Linked DNA regions of Gossypium hirsutum: region 2 is linked to region 1. A link is a contact called in public Hi-C data. All regions are on one chromosome and are shown on one strand. Each heading gives the region's core, a stretch centred on a gene start, on an enhancer-like site or on the middle of the called end of the contact. The rest is flanking DNA. Distances are from core to core; before and after follow the strand shown. Region 1 holds the start of LOC107886651. Region 2 holds the start of LOC107948236.

Region 1 (7,223 bases), core at 2,662-5,161:
TTTGAGTGTCTCAAATTTTGTGGTTAGCATTTGCAATTTCTATTGCTTAATGGTGTTGGTTTTTTCATGGGTTGTTTCAAGAATATCCCAAGCTTCTTTAGGTAATATACACTTGGAGATCCTCTTGAATTCTTCATCATCAACTGTACAAAAAATGGCATTCAAGGCCTTGGAATTTGTATTGGCTTGCTTCTCTTCCTTAGTAGTATAAATGAGTTTATATTTAGGAGTTTTAACTTTAAAAACGTTAGTTGTAGCAAGTTCTCATCTAATGATAACTGCACATCAAAAGTTTTCATCTATAGACTTTATAAAAGCTTTTATCATTGCCTTCCGGTATGCGTAGTTGGATCCATTCAACATAGGGGTGTAAAACTGAAGAGCCTTCCATTGTCAACAAAAAGCAACACTAGTATCGCCACTTACTACGTCAAGTGTCAAGCTCTAATGCCAATTTGAAGAAAACAATTTTTTTTTTGTGAGTTGATATGTTAGCATATATACAAGCAATTATAATTGATGCAACTGACAAGTAAAGAACAACAATGCCAAAAGTTTGTTTATCTAGTTTGGTTTCCACATACATCTATGGGGCCTTGCTTAGAGAATTAATCCATTAGCTTCAAACATGTACAATTGATGATTTAAGTCTTACCACTCACCATGTAGCAACCTAACACTCATACATAGATCTGGATCACTCTCAACTAAGTTTTCTCCTTGAAAACTCAGTTCTAACCAAATGACTCACTTGTATTTTACTTACAAAACTATACTCACAATATGGTTCCTAAAAGAATAATATAAAGTGTTAACTCTCTTGTACATATAAACTAAACAAGCCTACAATTTATATATGAGATTTAGCTTGCTAAGGTACATATCAATTACAGTTAAGGTTTAGATAAGTGTTGAGGTTTTCAACATATTCTTCAATTAACTCGATCCGATCTCCATAAAACAAGGAACTTGATTTGTATGATATGATTGAATCTAATCCTTTGTGGTTTGTTTCTCCCAAAATTCAAGCTTCAAAGATGGCCCAAGAATACTTCCACTAGATTACAAGATCAAGGTCCAAACAAATTTGGTTCAAAAGATTGTCAACTCCAAATATAATAAGTTATGGTTTTATCCTAGCTACAACTTAAGTTGCAATGCTTTTATTGTTGGAACCATAATTGCTCCATCACAACCAAAGCCTCATTTAATTTCTATATCAATTTTCAACAAATATATTTGTTACATAATTTTTTTTTCACTCACATTGTAAATGTGCCATAATCTAATATTACATAAGTAAGGTAAAAAAGGGTGACACATATCGTTAAAGGGTGTTTGAACTAAGGAATATTTGAATATCCCTAGTAAAACTTATTTAGATTATTTAACATATTTAGATATATTACATTATCTTGTTCAGTTCATTTTGTTGGAATGTAAAGTTTTGCTATTTGATTGACGAAATGGAATATTACCTAGAAATACATTTTACTAAATTGTTGTTAATTATAATAAACATAAAAAAGATATTAAATTATGTTGAGTTTAAAAATAATTAAAAAAATATAAAAAATATTAAATTTTCTCAACTAATAAATAGTTAAATGATGTAAAATTACTTATATTAACATTAATTAAAATTTAAAAATTAATGTAATTGGCGGTATAATAAACAAATTTTAAGTTTTTTAATTGATAATAATAGACAAAACTCACTTATAATAAATAAATTGTTATAGAAAAAACATTACCAGAAAAAAAATTAAAAAATGAGAGAGTTTGAATCATTAATATTTATTATTTTTCATACGAGTTTTAGTGAAATTGACTCAAGTTCATTAAGGAGGAGGAGAAAAATGTCATAGATATCACGGTAGTCAAAGCAAGATTAGGTAAGTAGCATGCAATATTGGAAATTATCCTTGTATCATTGAAATTTGGCACGGTTGACAAGGCCAGATTTAGGGGGGCAGGAGCCTCCGCCCTCCAATTTGTTAATTTTTTTATTTATTTTAATCATATAATTAATGTTTAAAAATATGATAAATATGTGTTTGCCCCTCCCCTAAGTTTTCTTTTAATTTGATCTTTTTATAAAATTTATAATTTTTTAATGATAAATTTAGTAATATTTTTCGTTTAATTTGATAAACTAATATAATGTATATCTAAATATTAATTTGATAAAATAAATAATGCTAAATAATTATAATATTTAATACAAATTTAACATTTAACTTATTCTATATTTTTTTCTAAATGTTAATTTTGATGATCAAAATTATTTCAAATTTAAAAAATTACATTATTTAAAGTAGGTCTGGCTCGTATAATATTAATTTTAATGATCAAAATCATCTCAAATTTAAAATATATATTATTTAAATAGATCCGACTCCTACTTTCAACATATCTACTCTATATAAATATCTCGACCCCTCTTATCAGATTTTTAATTACCAACTCAAGGTAATCTATGAATCAAACTTAACTATCGTTTACCTAAACTATGGCAAAAAATAAAATATAAAAAATGGCAGATGTGAATTTTTCTAGATTCAGTGTAAAATTAAAACTTTCCATTACTAATTTTAAAAATAACCCTTAAATTAAAAATATCCATTTACGATAACAAAAATAACATAAAATTATTTATTTTATTCTCCAACTATATAAAAATATGAAGAGAAATAAAGTTTTTAAATAAGATTTATAATTTTACATATTCTAATATATTACTACTATACATTATAAATAAAATTACAAATAAATTTTATTTTTAAATAAGATTTGGTATGAAATAAATATGTAAAATATATAATTTAGAAAATTGGTTATAGATTCTAAAAAGTATAATAAAAATTATTGATTAAAAAATAAAAAAGAAACACATATATATCCAGTTTATTAATATGGCACTAGAGTCATCTTGATATTATGCAGATGCTCCAATGGATTAGTATTATAATTTACATTGACCTCAATTTTTCGAGTTTTAATATCATTATTATAAAGGATTAAGATTCATACACGTGTTTGATCGCTTAATTGAACTGTTTAACATTATTTATTCCATTTGAAAAAGGCATTAATCGTAGATGTTTTTTTTTTCATCCATAAAAAGTTAAATATACGTTTATATATTAATTATTAATATGTAACTGTAACCTATCAAATAAAGTGGTATGAATTTGCAAAAGTATATAAACAAAGGGTTTAAAAATATAAAATATAAATAAAAAGGGATTATAATAGAAAACTAAATTTTAGTAAGAAAACATATAGAAAATTAAACACATATGTTGAAATTTAAAATTTGAATAATAAAAACAGATTTTGATAATAATAAAAAAAAGTAACCAAACAATTTTACCTTTTAATACGGCTTGATTGCTAGTATGCCAGAGAAAAAAAAATACAAGTGTATTTTAATTTAACCATTTGATTAAGATGGGCAAATTGATAAGCCTACATAAAAATTAAAAAATGAAGATGGCCTGATTTGTGTCATTTTAAAATTGAAAGGGACCTAAGAGATATTTAACCCCAAAAAGAATAGAGGAAAGGTTCAATTTGTCTAATTTTGATATTGTCAGGGACCTAAGAGAGGTTTAAACCAAAAAAGTTGGGAGCGAGGGATCAATTTGGTGCAATTTTAGAATTGGCAGGAGCTAAAAGGATTTTAACCCAAAACACTTGGAGGCTAGAATCCATTTTCGCTCCTTAAGGGGTGAATTTTGGGACGGTTAGTTTTTTTTTTTTTTTTTACACCGTGAGTATGAAGCTATTATAGTAATTGCATGTCTGCATTATCCTCCTCTTTATGTTGAAATATTTTTTAAAAAATTACATTTAATTATTTATTTGATTTTAAAAATATTAAAATTATTAAAAATAAATAATAAAAATTAAATTGAAGCGAAATTGAAGATGCATTCAACATTCACTGTAGAGCGAGTAGTGAAGCAAAGCCTGCTAATTATGGTGGTGTAGCATCCACCCGGCGCCGCTTCAGTGGCATCCCTACCTCGTCTCTCCACGTAGTTCCGTCCCTGGTCATCAACCGCCAACTAAGCTATGAACTCCCGGTCTCAGTACCAGTATCAGCACTTTTATTTTATTTAATTCTTAACCAATAATTTACCTACCCGCCGCAGCCTACCTTCCGTCGACAACCATTTAAGCTGTAGGTTTTAATCACCTTCCTCACTATGGATTCAACCTTCTTCTCATTTCTCTAACAACCAAAAAAGTAGGAAAAAAATGGCTACTCATAATCTTGCTGTTATCCTCAAAAACCCGTCAAACGACGCTGAATTCCTCCTCCTTAAGCAAACTCCACCGCCTAAATTCAGCGAAGACCAGTACGATTCTTATGTGGATTCTGATCTCTGGGACCTTCCTTCCACGCTTCTCAACCTTCAACACGATCACTCCCACCCTGGGATCGTTATCCAGGGCGCCCAGTCCTCTCACAACATTGATTTGACTAAATTTGATGTCCAACTTGCTCTTACTGGGGTCAATTTTATTTCCTTTTTAAATGAATAATTTCATTTTCGAGTTTCTGTTATCTGATGGTGGTTAATTCGTTATTCTTTCTAGGTGCTGGAAAAATTGGGTTTAAAGGTGAATGATGTAGGGGAGTGGAGTTTGTTCAAGTATGTGGAGGAAGCTGAGTTCGGACCTGGGTTTCCAGTTAATACTGTGTTTATTATGGGCAAATTGTTGGACGGAAATCAAAATTGTCAAGGTATGTTTATTGTACTCGTTCATCAAGCTAAATATAGTTGGTTTAACTTTGTATTGGCTAAGTCTTCTAGAATCTCGATGCTTATTTCTAAAAATGCATAAGAGAAGTTATTGGGTGAAAAAATAAAATGGAGATTTTTAATTCATAGATTAACTTGATCTACAAAGGGCTTCAGCTGAGAGTTTGTTAAGTTGTAAAATTGATCAAATTGGGGCTCGCCAAAAAGAGGGCAGATTTTATCTTTAATTGTTACCAAAAGCTTATTAGCTATGAAGCACGGACACGCCGGAAAGTCCCTCGTACCTATCTCAACAGGTTACCCGACATGGACATGCCGGAATACCTACTAGACACATCAAAATACGGAAAAAATAAAAAAAAATCAGATACGGCGAGACACACAAGGACACGGGATTTTGGTGGTTGAAAATAGTTGAAAACATCATAATAGTGATAGAAAATCTCTGTTTGAAACCTAGATCTAGACTTTATCGTTAAGATTTTCTAAACTCTAATCTGGTGCATGTGAGAAGTTGAGAGAGATATACTGAGGGTATTTTACAATATTTCGACACCATTGACAGCAGCTGGAGTGGCAGTGGTGACCCTGTTCTGTATTGTGTCGTACCCGTATTGTGTGTCTGTGTCTGTGCTTCATAGCTTATTAGAATGTTATTGTTCAAACCCTATGGGTTATGATTTTGTTGACTCTGTCACCAGAATATGCTGTAGCACAAGCAACTTATTGTTAGAAATGCTCCATTACTTGTTCAGGGCTGTGGAAGTGGATGTCTACTGAAAGCTGTCTTACTTGGCTTCTGGAGGTGAAACCTTGTAGTGATCGTGTAGGGCCTTTGGTAGTTCTTGCTCTTATAAACGACTCATTGCAGTCTGCTGCATGGACATTACCACCCACGTTGCGTTATCAGGTTTGCTGTCTTTCGAGTGACTGACTGATAATGATCTATCACAGCATGCTGCATTAGCCATAAGGAAGAATGTGGTCTAGACATTAACAATTTTAGGGGTGTTTATGACCAAATTTTATGAAAGTATAACTTCCAAGGGCAGTAGATTGATTCTTAATTCCCTATTATTAGAAATCCATCTCTTTGTTTTCATGCTTCGATGAAGTTTGCTCCAGAAAGGCAAGTTATTGGAGAGATGATTAGGCTGTGCTTTTTAATTTTTCAAAGTGAAAATATGAATATGAAAGTCCACTGCCTACTTCGAGCAAATGAAGATTCTATTGCCAAAGAAGCTTTAAGTACAACTTTTAAGATTGCAGATTTTTAGCCTCTGATGTCCAGTTGGCTAGGAGAGTTTTTCTGGAAGTTTAAGGTCTGCTTTTCTGGGCACGTATTTTCATAGTTTTCAACTTATAATACACTTTTAGCAAGTACGAATTTGAAGTGTACAGAATTGATGTTTAACCACTAGTGTGCTGCTAGATACAGGTAGTTCCTAGTGCTCGTAACAGTATAAGTCTATAAGACTATGAATGGAGTTGTTTATTCTCTGCTATGTACATCATCCTAGAAATAAAAATTGATTTATTTCTCATCTATGTGCATACATTTTGGGTTGCCCTATATCAGAGTTTTTATTGACCGTATGACGTGTATTCGTCATAATTTCTGGAATTTTTAAGGAAGGATTCCTTTATGAATGTAAAGGCTGTCAGCCTTGTTTGTTTTAACATCTTTCATTAAGTCTCCATAGGAATCCTTTCTTAATGTTTGCGTCTTGGAACATATATATATATTATATGCATATGTATATCCATATATGTATACCTTTATGTACACATATACATATAAAATAGGATTTGGCTTAAGATTGTCCATCTTATTTTACTTGGAGAAAAAGGATTGACATTTTTTTATTGTCGTGATTACTTGAATTTAGAATTTAGCATTAAAATGTCTTTGTGGACTGAGATTTATTCTTTCAGGAGTATCCTCCTGGAGTTGTAATTCTACCTATGCAAAGTAAAACAAGGAAGCCCTTCCTTACAACGAACTTGGTAATATTTGCACCCAAACAAGTTTCAGATACAGTTGGGGATTGCAGCTTTGTTGCTCATGGAGATGCATTGATTGTGGATCCAGGATGCCGACATGAGTACCATGAAGAGGTATGAAAAACCTATTTGTTAGCATGAGTTGTCCCGTGCTTCCTTGAACAAACTAATTTCATTATGAGCTGCATTCTGCTATGTCAGAGTTATAGTTTGAGTATGTTGTCCAAGTTAACACCTCACTTCCTTGAAAACAAAAAAGGTGTGCTTATCCATGAATTGCTTTATACAGGATTCTTTGCTGGATTTCCTAGTTTATCTCTCAATAAAAGCAGTAACCTCTAAGTGAGCTTGCAGCTTCTCTGAGAATTGTGAGATGTCAATTTAACTGGTCTTTCAGTTCAATATAGAAGTTATTTTTACAGAAGCAACTTGAGAGTGATTACA
Region 2 (7,223 bases), core at 2,612-5,111, 300 kb before region 1:
AATTAAACATACATTTGAGATTTTCTCAATTTTTCATTGTTTAATTAAATTTATTTTTATCTATAATTTTATACTTTACATTATATTATGTTAAATTCAAATTCATTACAATATCATTTTTTAATTACATGACTACCAAATAAATATTTTTTATTTAAAAATGCAACATCAACAAAATTGACAAAAAAATTTAACGATGTCAACAATTGAACTTGATTTTCAAATTTGAAAAGTAAAGAGACTAAATTCTTAAAAATAAAAATACGAAGACTAAATTGCAAATCTACAAAATGTACATAAACTTATAACATATTTTAACCTTTATACTACAAAACATTTCTTATTAATGTATTTATAATTATAATAAATATTTATTATTAAAATATTAATATTGAATATTTTCTATAATATGTAAATAATATTATTTAAAACTATTATTTTTAAAAAAAAATTTTAAAATAAAATTAAAATATTAAATAATTTATTAAAATAATAAATTATATTTATTATATTAATGAATTTATTATATGACTAAATATAAAAAATTAAATGTGTATGCTTAATAATATTGAAAAAATAATATTTTAATACTTTTAAATATTTTTAAAAATAAAAATAAAATTTATTATCAATATAAAAATATATAACTTGATTTAAATTAATTTTTGTATAAAAATAAAATTATATATAAAAGAGCTCCTTTTCAAGGAATGACTTACGCTTCTTAAAGGGACAAGTCATTTTACAAGAAAAATGACTTATTTTACATTGACACATTTTCCGTTGATCAAGTTGTTTTCTGTGAAACAAACACAGGAAAATGTAAAAAACATTTTCCGTAAAATCTTTTATATGTAAACAAATGAACCCTAAATCTAATTTGGTTAATTTAGTTATAGTTGAATCTAAAGCAAAACTTGCAAAAAAAGATAACAGCAGATATAACCTATTATTAATGTATATATTAGTGAAGAATGAAACAATGTGCCACTTTTTACTGTACTTGTATGACTGGATCAAACAATGTAAAACATTGATTAAAGATGACTATACGATTGAGAGTAATTAACATGCAGCAATATTGAGAAAGGCACCATATCATCATTGAAAACGTGGCCAAGTAAGTAGGTAAAATATTAACAACGATAGCATCCTATATAATATAATTTATCTTTGAAGCTACACAACTTATATTCATCCATAAGCTCATTTAGTCTATTCATTCTTGATCTATCAATACCTCTCTTGACAGATACCACCAAAATTTTAGGGAATTAAAACGACGTGAGGCACAATAGAGTCAGACCTTACCAAATTCAGGAGGCTGCTCTGTCATGCCAACGCCTTCATTCTGATGTTTCTGCCATCCACCGGTATCAGCTCTAGAGTGAGCCCAGTAATAGAAGACTGATCCCACCAATGACAACAAAGTTAGAGCAGCTCCAGCAGCAAATACGCCTTTCCTCAGTGTAGCACATGAAATGTTCTCTCCGCCAAAGATTCCTCTGTACTTGGTGTGGTATGCATTTTTTGCTGATCCCGCCAGTAAACATGCCTCAGCTCCCAAAAAGCTTAACCTAATTCATTGCTCATATTTTGTTAGAAAACAAACTCAAACATTCAAAATGGTTTTAGTGCACTAAAGATACTAAGATACTTGCCCATATTGTGAATGGGGTCAAATAATGGTATCTCCAAGTGATAAGATTTAGTTTTAAAGTCATCAGTTGGTTGATAAGATTATTGACAATAGAATGGGGGTGATAAGATTTTTCTCATTTTAACTCATACTAGGAGACAGCTTAAAACATTATTGATGCCTATTTGCAGTGTATAAATGGGCTTAAAGATTATGCTAGCAAGCAAAAATTTAGGAGGATTTAGATAAAGTGGTGCTAGGAATACCTAAGAAGAAAATATTTCAATTGGAGGTAATTCTCATGAACATGGAAGGCTTAGTTGTAATGGGGTTGACAGTGGTCATAAAGAATATGATTATGGGGATAGATACAAGGCAGGAAAGACCATCCTGGATTTAGTTGTATCTTTTGACTCAATTTTATGAAAAAATTATTAAAGGACTCTGGCTAAGACTGAAATAAACGCAAGCAAAAAAGACTACTTTATGACCACAAGGGTAGGGAGGTTTTGTTGCATAGCTAGCTAAATTGATTTCTAGGTTTAGATGCTCATTCCAAAGAGACATAAGAAAGTGAGACATGTCCTAGACAGTAGGATTAAATTACAGAGGCGAAAGGGGACACATAAACATCAAATTAGTTGTGAACGCAAACACTAAAGGCTCAAAGGTTAGGAGAGTGCAACTGGAATTTTTTATGATCACAATACAGCTGTGTTTGAAGTTGAAGTTCTATTTGACTACTATCAATGACCAATCTTGTTTTTCCATGGTATGAAATGTTAGGCTAACAAGAAGCAACATATACAAGAGACAAGTATAGCGAAGTTGCAAACGTTAAGATGGGATGTGTGGTAAGGCTAAGAAAGATGTGGTTAGAAACTAGATATTCACCTCCAAGTTGAGATGGCTCTTAAAGAAGATAAGGTGACAAAGATTAGCCACATAAGAAGCAGATCGATAGCTTAACATGTTAGAATAATGAAAACTTTGGTATTGCATTGGATAAAATATTGAAAACCACGACCAAAATAGACATGGATAAAATTAATAGAACTTGAAGAGAGGCCCGGCATAAATGTTTCTATGTCTTAGTTGCTGTAGCTTGTTACAGCTTGTTTGTTTGATTGGTTTAAGACGAAAATATACTTCTTACCAGTCTATTGGCTTTGAAAACTTTGTGAATGGTTAGCTTGTTAAAGATTGAAAATGCAAATCAAAAGCCCATTAAATAAAAATGTTCTCAATTAAATCAACGAATAGAAACATTATCAAATTTAATAAATACAACAGCATAATACTGTACTTTGCAAGTATCATAAAGCATTAGTAATTCAACAGCTAGGATCTTTGTACAACCTGTTAGCCTCTAAGTTAACTTTGTGGGCTCCATACACGTGAATAATTGATTATACCAGTGGGGAAATTGCAGCGCATCCAGACAAAACCAACCATTTCCATTTCAGAAAGCCTATAATCTAGATAATCAGTTTCTAGACTGGAAAATTTGTTCCTCTAAATTACTAACAAGAATACTAGATAGATCTTCCAAAATGAACTCAGGCAAAGCAAGTAAAAATATGTTATATCGAAGTGGTAGAAAAAGAACAAAAAAAAAAAGGTAATCAGATTTGACTTAGGTAAATTTACCAGGAGAAAACGAAGAAAAAGATGGCGCAAGTGGTGGATGAAGTGGCGGAGACAAGGCCTTTGCCAAAGCAGAGACATCTAGTAACGCCGTTCACAGCAACCTGGCTAAGAAGGAGCAGACCAAAAGCAGATAGTCCGTACACCGTCGACGCATCCGTACTGTAGAGGCAGTAGGTCCTCTCGTCGTACTGATCAGGCACCACCTTAGCCTTCATTTAAAAAAAACCACTAGTTAAGTTAAAACAACAGAAAATTACAGTTTCACATGTGAGAGTGAGAGAGAGAGTGAGAGTGAGAGTGAGAGTGAGAGCGAGAGCGAGAATGAGAGTGAGAGTGAGAGTGGGTACGAAGCTACGGCGTCGTTCAGCGCCGACGGCGAAGACGAAGGCGATGAGATGGAGAGCAAAGATGATGGCTAAAATAGGGACGGACATGGCCATTGTTACGAGTTTTTGGGTTGAGGTTAAGCCTTAAAGGGAGGGAAAATGGAAAGGAAAAGGAGGGCTAAATAGATGGGGGTTCTCTTCTTTGAGGTTTAAGAAGAAGACAAAAGAAAGGAAAGAGGTAAAATGTCTTTTTCTTTTTCCACGTTATAATTCAATTATTTTACTTTTTCAATTCAAACATTGTTAGTATTTTTCAAAATCTGTCAAAGTGCTTTGGTTAACACTTTACACCATATTTTCACAATTTTACTCCTTTTAAAGATATTTAATCTAAGTCTCATTGACTCTTAATGTTATTGCCATTTATATTATTGTCAGTATAGAAATATGTAAATTTAGTTACGTTAAAATGTATTATCCTCATATTTAAGGATTGAGGTAGGTTATTCGTGATTTTAGACATTATATAAAAAATAACAAATATGATAAAAATCTATAAACGTTAAAAATATATATATTATATGTAAGTATAACAAATAATATTGTTGCCAATGATTCCAACTTTGATGGTTTAAGATTTTTTTAAAATTTATTTTGGTTTAAGTTGAATATATTTTTATTTCGAGTTTGATGTGTTTTATATTGAATTGATTCTAATTTTAATTGATTTAATATGTATTATTTATGATTTGTTTTTGTAAACTCTTTTGAAAGAAATAAGTAGTATAAATTATTATTGTAGTGACAAGTGAGTCAAGTTATTTAAATATTTTACATTAATTGTAAATGTGAATATTGAAAAATGAGTTTAGGAAGAGTTTGAATCCAATAATAATACTTAATCTTGGATGAATGATTTCGCTTCAAGTTTAAATTCATCTTTGAACCATCTGGACAAGATTTACAAATTTTGAATAATGTCTTAAAAGCTATATAATTTTCATTTGGAGTAAACTTGACATGAAACCTCATATTTTAAAAGATCGAGTTAAGAGATGGTTTAAAATATGTTTTGTGATGTATAATTTAATCTCGTACTTAAAAGCATCACTTCTTTTTATAAACAATTTAAATTATATTTAGAAACATTATTTTTCAAATAAATAGTTTGAGCTCATGTTTAGAAGTAACAGAATTTAAGCTCGTGATTGGAATCGAATCATAATCATTTTAATGTATTGAAAACAAACGATTGCCCCCAATCTCTTGATAATCCGTCATTTTTACTTGTGCTTGGAACTAGTATAATACCTTGCTTGTGATATCTTGAAATTCAAGTTTTTTGTTCCATATCAGGGTTGTATGTTCGTGTCTATGATCAATTTAAATGCATTCAAAGTATAAGGTCCTTACATGCCTCTCCAATTCAGTTGACATGACTAGTTTCCGCACAGGTAAATAAAATAAAAAATACTAGATGATTACCCTTGTTATATTCCTTTGAAAAGGAAATGGTGTGGGGGCATTACCTGCTGCTTTGCTTTTTGGATGCTTGCGGAATACATTATTTGATTAAAAAACAAATTTTCCATTTTGGGAGATTAGTCGATAGTTTGATGGTCCATTCAGCAACAGCATATAGAGCCGAGCAGGAGATGATGGGATCCTTTCCCTTTGTCCTCAACCGCAATTGATGAAAGACGGCGACGTTGTTGGATTTTCGATTTTCCCAGTTGCTCACTGCATCTCTGGATTTACGGATAATTTTATGGGAGCTGCCTATGTTGGGGTGCATTATTTTTCCAATAATTCCAAACGCATTTAAGTGCAAATTTATAAAAAATAATACCACCTTTTTGACTTATAACGCCGCTCGCCAAAAGAGATATTTAAGTTTAAAGCTGGCAATATGCTTTGTGATTGTGACCTTTTTTTGGTGTTTAAAGTATTACCATCATTATTTTTCCAATTTCACACCTATATTATCAAATCATTTATCACTGTGATTCTTGGCACTAATACTGTTACAATATGGGTTAGGTTAAAAGCTTTAACCAATTAAACCCCGACATGTCAGCATAAGATTTGTTTATAAATTAACATAAATATTTTTTGCTGGTGACATTGGTACTTGTACTTAAAAACATGCTAATAAAAGGATTAAGATTGTGTTATGGATAGCCAAAGAAACAGAGATGAAATTAATATAAAATAAACATCACGATACATATTAGGGAAACAACCATCCTAATAAAATTCCCTTCATTATGTCAAGTAAAACATGAGATTCTATATTTTGTCATCCGGACAAAGGGACAAGGCCTGGTTTTCTTTGGCTTATTCATAATTCATACATAAAGCAAGCCCGCGTGAAACTAACATATACCGATAGCAAGCAAGACTCACCTTGGCTCGACCTCAGCTCTGCTCTCCATAGGCTTCTAAATCGAAAATTTTCCATTCGCTGCCTCTCTAATGCCTTGTTCCAACTTTTCTCCCGAGGCAGTTTGTGTTAAAAAAAATTTCCCCAGTTCTTTCATAAATTGTTACAAAAGACAATCACCCCAAACTGAACTTTTGACCTTGACCTCCAAAATTGAAGTACTGTAATTTGTGGGTGATGTTTGACAAGTAACGGTTGCATTTCCATTTTGGAATGGCTAGGGGTACTACTTTTACAGATATAGCTAAATATCACCTGCGGCAAAAAAAAAAGTGAAATCTGGTCGATGGTCAAGAAGTCTTCTCAACCAACTGTCAGCAGCCTGAAAGACGTTGTTCGCCAAGTGACCATCGCTTGCTCCATTAGGTGTACACAAGGAACTCTTAAACTTGTATGACGCAAGACCAAAAACAGGCAATTGACTCTTCAGACCACCATCCATGTTATTGAGACCTGTTACAACCGGTACCTGATCACTTTGTCCACTTAAAATATTTAGAAAAAACCAACAGATGAGGTTTATTTGCCATTACATGGGTGCTCTCGGAGCTTATGCAAGCACAAACTATTAGTGATTAATGGCAAGTCTGTAAAACACCAGGTTGTGCAATCAGTATTTTGGTTAACATTAAGCAGCAAAAGTTTCTATGAAAAGGCATTTCTGTCCACAAAATTATATCAAATGAACTAGGAATAGGACTTTTTCAGGCAGAGCAAGATAACTACTTCAAAGTCAAACAGGAGGACCTTAAAATCACTTTTCATATTTTTAAAGTACTTATGCATTATGAGACTTAACACTTGCTAGAGACGTAAAAGATTCAAATTTACAATTTACAAGTGAAAGCTGGAAAATATAACTTAACAAGAAAGCCTAGCATATTCCTTAGTTCACAAATAGGAAAGAAGAAAGTTTCAAAATGAAATTATTTAGTACCTCCTACCGGTGTATGAAGATAATGGTAAGTCAGAAAGCAAGCATCTAGATCTTTTAACGTAGATCCAGTGGGTATTCTGTAAATTGGATACCTACGATAATGTCAGAGGAACACGTCAGTTACATATGCAAACACCAGTTTAAAAATAACTTTTAAGAAAACTAAATAATAATACCATGCCACCGAAATCCAGCTGGAAGATAGTAAATCACAGCTTTTTAGCGTCT

Evidence for each region. A called contact is a pair of places that touch in the nucleus more often than the background predicts.
Region 2: a Hi-C map of leaf shows a contact between it and region 1, with 2.1 times the contacts expected there. The contact joins the promoter of LOC107948236 here to the promoter of LOC107886651 in region 1. A contact is called at or near these places in 2 of 34 Hi-C or Micro-C datasets (both in leaf).

The regions. Positions count from the first base shown.
Region 1 is chrA03:103,186,160-103,193,382 of Gossypium_hirsutum_v2.1, reverse strand. LOC107886651 reads left to right here and starts at 3,911. Exons shown (of 13, transcript XR_005917933.1): 1 at 3,911-4,524; 2 at 4,609-4,756; 3 at 5,531-5,685; 4 at 6,711-6,893.
Region 2 is chrA03:103,483,771-103,490,993 of Gossypium_hirsutum_v2.1, reverse strand. LOC107948236 reads right to left here and starts at 3,861. Exons shown (of 3, transcript XM_016882713.2): 1 at 3,637-3,861; 2 at 3,290-3,498; 3 at 1,082-1,577. The coding sequence starts at 3,729. The coding sequence ends at 1,301. It also overlaps the pseudogene LOC107947774.